Regions from separate parts of the Mus musculus genome. Here region 2 is linked to region 1. The links are chromatin contacts, called in public promoter capture Hi-C maps. All regions are on one chromosome and are shown on one strand. Each heading gives the region's core, a stretch centred on a gene start, on an enhancer-like site or on the middle of the called end of the contact. The rest is flanking DNA. Distances are from core to core; before and after follow the strand shown.

Region 1 (2,926 bases), core at 259-2,758:
CTCGAATGTGAGACACATGCACATATATGTGTACACACACAGAAGTCACTGAGGAAAGTTCAGCAAATAGCTCTCTCCCCCGTGTCCGGAGCACCTCCGGACTGTCCTATGAAGGAAGCTACTTGCTCTGTCTCTCTAGACCTTGGTCAGGGGTGGAGTACGGGGTGGGGGGCAACAAGACCTCAAAGTCAGGCACAAAAACTGATTCAAGAATAGGTTAGGCACTTGGGATGGGACCACTAAGGGAATGAGAGGACAGAAAATCTCCCCTCTCTGAGAAATGGCTAACAGACCCTAGCCCAAGATGAGGTCGAGTTCCAGCTTTCTAGTTGTCTTCTGTTCTGAGTCTCTTTCCGCTGGGGTCCAGAGCTCTCATCCTAACCCCTTTCTTTGTCTGTCTGGCCCTCTCCACTAGTCTGTTTCTTGGTATTCACCCTCAGACCACGCACAGTACCCCCCAAAGATCAGCACACTCATGTCCCACAGCACATATCTTCTGCAAGGTGTGCTATGAGATCAGTGTCTTTTGGAAGACCTCTGTACCACACCCACCTCCCTGGGCAAACCGATTTCCACTTTGGGTAAAGCGGTCCCATTCATGCATACATCTGTGCATCTGTAGGATCCAGAGAACTGAGGAGGGCTCTAAATCCTACCCTCAAGTCTAAGTGATTTCTGACTTCTTGCACACAGCTTTGAGCACCGGGTGCAAACAAAACTTGCAAAAACGGAGCTCCCCCCGCCCCCAGCGCAGTGTGTGATACTCCACACCCAGAACCCGCTGAATCGCACAGTTACCACTGAAAAAGATACATACGACCAGAGCCATATGCTCACAGAAGCATGGTGTAGGGGAACTCCAACCACAGGTTTCCAGACCCAGGACCCCAAGCCAAGTCTTCAGAAGTGGGGAAACTTCAGGCATCTGGAACCTACGGTAAGACACCCCAAACAGAGCAGACACCAGGGTTCCTGGTTCATGGCTGGGGGGGTGGGGGCTCGGAGGTCCCATCCCAAAGTTCAGACTATAAGGAGAGCCCAAGAATTTGTGCCTACACTCGTCCCAGGAACCCCAAAGCAATTCCAGGAGTCCTGTGTTGGAGTGTGGACGGAGAGAGACTTACCAGCGCATATGCGGAGCTGAGCACTGGGCAGCAGAGAAGGAGCGCCAGGCTGGGTGCGATCCGGGCGGTCCCCATCGCCACCGCCTAGGGCCGCGTCCCTCGGGGCAGCCGCCGCCGGCCCTGGTGATGGTTGGAGGGTGCAGAGCTGCGTCAGGCCGGGCCGCCCCGCCCACGCCCCGGCCTAGGGGACCCCGGCGTCCGGGCGGCCGGAGGCCCCGGAGCCCGACGCGGGGCCCATTCGCCGAGGGCGAGCGAGAGAACGAACCGGCGCAATGGAGAGAGGGAGGGCGGAGGGAGGGAGGCAGCCTGAGGCCGGGCGGGCGGCGGGCGGGCGCCGAGCGCTGCTGAGCGGCCTGTCTGCCTCGGAGCGGAGAAATCACATCCATATGGCTGGGCCCCCCGCCCCCGGCCCGCCCCCCGCTCCCCTCCCGCGCCGCCTTTTCTTTCTTTCTTTCTCTCTGTCTTTTTTCTCCCCCCTCTTTGGGGGAACTGGGAGCCGTGGCTTCGCTCCACGCCCAGTGGGGGAGGGGCGGGGGAGGGGTCGGGGTCGCGGTCTGCGGGGGGCGACCAGGCTGTTATTTTTAGCTCCGCGGCAGTGGGCAACAGGGGAGTCGGGGCGGGGCAGGGGGCGCGTTTTGAGTTGCGCGGGGCGTGCAACTAGGGGATGCCATCCTGACTTTTGCAACCACACTGAGCCCTTCGGCGTTTCTGCCGCCAGCTCCCGGCTCTCCCGCGGCATCGTGGCCGGCTCCCCGTCTCAGTCTGGACCCCCGTGACCTTGTTGCTCACCCCCTGCACCCCATTTCCCATCTTCCGAACCCGCGCTGCGTGCGCCCGAGCGGCACGGGCGTTTCTGCTGCCCCGACGCTGAGGCTGCCTGTCTGCTTGTCAGTCGGTCCTTTGCTACCGTCCACCCACCACCCACCCTCCCCGCGCTCCCCGGCTTTGGCCTCTGCTATTCCAACGGCCCCAAGCTCGGTTTCGGTCACTCCCTCGCTCCCCCCTCCCCTCCTCTACGAAAACATTTGCAAGTTTCCAAAAAAGCCACCGAACTGAGCGGCAGCGGGGCTGGCGACTCCACAGGGCTCCGAGGAGGCGCCGCAGACTGACACGGAGACGGGGCAGCCGGGCCCGCCCTGGCCGGGCCCCGAGTCCCCTCCTGCCCGACTCCGGCCTCCCGCGCCCCGCGCGCCCGACCCCCCACCCCCATCCCCCAAGCCCCGACTTACTCCGAGCTCGCCGCCGCGGCCCCCGCCTTGCCATGAATGTCGGGGCCCCCCCGACAGCCTCCCCAAGCCAGCGCCCCGTCCGCAGCCCCGGGGGGACTTCATGGAGCTCTCGGGATCCCCCCCTGGCCTGCCTGGCCTCCAGAGCCCCCCGCCCGGCCGCTGCTCCGAGACGCCGCCCGCCTTGCGCGTCCCTCGCCTCGGCGTCTGCTGCTCCCCTCCCCCCACGGCCCGGAGCCTCTTCCCCCCCCCCTCCGCGCCCTCCCCGGGCCTCCTCCGCCCCTGCCCCCGCCACTGCCTCTCAGGCGGGTGTGTGCAGGACAGAGCCGAGCCCGCTGTCCCCCATCCCGGGACATCTCTCCAGAGACCCTGCCCCGGGTCTTTCAGCAGAAGGATAAGTGTTGCGGGGACGCAGTCTAGGGAGCTCTGACATCGGGACCTGAGAACCGTGGCTGGGACGTTGTCTCGCTTTTGCTTTATTCTTTCCTTTGGGAAAGCACAGACCACCCACCCACTACCCCGATCTTCCGGCCCTTGCTGATGAGCGGGCGGCCACACGAGAGGAGCCACTGGGGA
Region 2 (2,760 bases), core at 32-2,531, 140 kb after region 1:
TGGTGGCAGACAATTGTAATCCCATTACAGGGAGGCAGGGACAGTCAGGTACTCACTGGGCACTCAGTCTAGTCTATGTGGTTAGGTGAAGGCCTATGAGAGGCTGTCTCAAAAAAAAAAAAAAGCACCAGAGGAGACACAGCCAAACATCACACACACACACACACACACACACACTCACACACTCACACACTCCTGCATGGATATACATACACATCATACATGAAAAAAAAAAAAAAGAACCTGTAATACATTTATCTTTTAAAAAAGTATTTACAAGAAAGAAAGAAAAGGCTGGAAGGAAGGAGATGTTTTGGCCGAGTGGAGAGGGAAGAAGAGGCTCGGGAGGGTTCTTGACGATGGAGAGACCAAGATTGGAGCAGGGAAGTGAACAAGAGCAGCAACCGCGGTAGGGTTCTTGGGCAACAAACTTGGAGCCTGCCACTGTAGGGCAGATTGGCAGAACTTAAATGCTCACCAGAAAGCACCCCAAGGGAGCCAGGGATGCTGAAGTTGGCAGGCCCCTTCTGAGAAACTCTTAGAAGTCTCTTTTCTCTCTGGCAGAATGCATGGAGGCTGTCCAAAACTTGGGTAGGGGGCAGGTGGACTATCCTTGCTCTTTCACAGCTGTCTCCTCCCCAGGCTTCTCTCTGTACTCAGGCTTGGAAGGCTTAGAAGCAACTCAGCCAGGCTAGTCAGCAGCTCCTAGAGGCCGGGTGCCACTGCAGGTGGAGGGGTGACTTGCTTGCTGGCCAAAAGGGAGCCCGGCAGCTGGACAGCAGGCCTCTTTGTTACAGGTTTGAACCATGGTCCCTCCTCCTTCCAAGACTTTGGTTTGGAACTGCGCTGCTCTTTCCAAGGTCGAAGGCTTTGGCACAGGAAACTGGCCAGCTTCAGGCTGTACCCGGAATGAATGCAGGGGGCCTCCTTCAAGGTTACACACAGCAGTAGCTGCTACCAAAGCATGCCCAGTTCAGGGTCTTCGGATCATCATGGCCAACTGCTCTAAGCAACAAGTTTCCCGAATCTACCCAGGGCTCCTTCGCGGGTGTGTGAGGGTGAGGGGGGGGGGGTGCCCAGTGACCCAAAGGGGGTCGGCAAGATTTCAGAGCTACAGCCTGGGCAGAGTTGGTGGGTAAGGAAATCGGGGTGGCCCCAGGCACTGCCTGCCGTCCTCGGATCTGGAGAGGGAGGTAAAAGGCGAAAGACAGCCAGGGTGCGATCCTGGGGAGCTCGCGGACCGACCGAAGGGGAGCTTTCGCAGTCTGGCGGGAGAGGCTCTGGGAGAGAGTTGTTGGCTTGGGGACATTCCGAGGCCGAGCCCCGCCTCCTCGGAGACGCCCCCGCGCGAACAACACCTCGGGGCGGGGCGCGGAGAGGAAGGGCGGCCCGGCGCGGAGCTGCGCGGCCACTCGGGGCACCGCGGCGCAAAGCGCAGGTAAGAGCGCGCGTCGGTGGGCGGGGTCCGCTGCCCCACGAGCTCAGCTGCGGGTGGGGGCTCTCTCCTCCTCCCGCTGCCATGGTCACGAGCCCTCCATCTTCGGTCTCAGCTTCCTCCTCCCGGTCCCGTGGCCGCCCGGCTCCGGTTTAAACGCAGCGCGGGGTCCAACCCCTAGCAGCAGTGCGGAGCGCGAGCACCGTGCCCTGCGTCCAGGCCAGAACCCAGGTGCGAGTTTATCACCCAGAGGGAGAGAGGCTGCCAGGAGCAGGTGACCTGGCTGGTCAGGGCGGAAGGGCTGACAGAGAAGCCGAAAAGGTGGTGTTGCCTGCCTGGGAGGAGCCTAGACGGATGTCCGAATGTTGGAGCAGAGTAGTTTGGAACTGACTAATGCAGTCGGGAAAAGCTAATGCGGAGACTGGGAGGCATGTAGGGCAAGAGAGGCAGAGAAGGGGCTGAAGACTGGAGGGCCCGTGTGACAGTTTTGTGCACTTGCCTGGAGCACTTTCTCCACTGCCCACCGGGCATGTAGGTTGATTAATGGGCCTCTAGCATAGTCCAGGAAAAGCAGAAATAAGGTCCATGCCACTCCAGATCAGGAAATACCAGAGTGAGTGCCATGCTAGGGTGCGGCTTAAGGGGCCTGAGGGGCCAGAACTGGGTGAGGGCAGGGAAGGCCCCAGTGACCCTGCTTGGGAGCGATCTGGTGTGGACAGAGGCCAAGAATGCAAGGGAAAGGTCTAGCTACTGTTTAGATGGCCACAAGGACAATAGCTGAGTCACCTGTGCACCCAGCTTAACTTTTTTGGCCTCACCCTGCAGCTTTTGAACCAAGTCTACCCGGGGTGAGAAGGGAGGCTGGGCCCTACTAGGAATGCTGGGTGTACCTCAGTGAGTCACCCAGCACCTCTGAGCCACTTAGTTCTCGTGAGCCTGTTAGGGCTGGGAGTGAGGGGCCTGGGTCTGAGCTCTGCACCTGATCTACAGATAGTATCTCTACACCCTCCTGGACTTTCCATGCCTCAAATTCACCGTTTGCACAGCCTGCCACTCAGGACCCCAGAGTTGGCAGGAGGGAGAGTATGAGGAAGCCGTGTTGTTGACCAGAGGGCTATGGGATGGGTGCTGGGCCCAGGGCTAGAGAGAATATTCTTGCTGGCTCATACTCTCAAACACTCGTGTCTGGCCTTTTACTCACGACACCGCTTCTAGCTCCTAGCTGGGAGACTTCTATATCAGACTCCAGATGTAGCCTTCCTGGGCCACCTTTACCATCCATGTTTAATGTCTGCCCTTTCCTCTGGTGATGTGATTTCCTGGGG

Evidence for each region. Capture Hi-C pulls out chosen DNA fragments and counts their contacts.
Region 2: a contact with region 1 is called in a promoter capture Hi-C map of adipose tissue. The contact joins the promoter of Tmie here to the promoter of Pth1r in region 1. A contact is called at or near these places in 22 of 39 promoter capture datasets (the 3T3-L1 cell line, the C10 cell line, the HPC-7 cell line and 12 more), 1 of 15 datasets of contacts at CTCF or cohesin (hippocampal excitatory neurons), 31 of 484 Hi-C or Micro-C datasets (the AML12 cell line, CD4 T cells, CD8 T cells and 15 more), 17 of 115 datasets of contacts at active chromatin or transcription factors (PVALB interneurons, Th17 cells, astrocytes and 12 more) and 5 of 9 other capture datasets (adipose tissue, embryonic stem cells, liver and 2 more).

What each region holds. Positions count from the first base shown.
Region 1 is chr9:110,741,102-110,744,027 of GRCm38.p6, forward strand. Pth1r (parathyroid hormone 1 receptor) reads right to left here and starts at 1,509. Exons shown (of 14, transcript NM_001083936.1): 1 at 1,125-1,509. The coding sequence starts at 1,199. Gm35775 (a long non-coding RNA gene) reads right to left here and starts at 701. Exons shown (of 2, transcript XR_379891.3): 1 at 1-701.
Region 2 is chr9:110,878,792-110,881,551 of GRCm38.p6, forward strand. It overlaps Tmie (transmembrane inner ear), which reads right to left and starts at 1,282. Exons shown (of 6, transcript NM_146260.3): 1 at 479-1,282. Als2cl (ALS2 C-terminal like) reads left to right here and starts at 1,383. Exons shown (of 27, transcript NM_001146059.1): 1 at 1,383-1,438.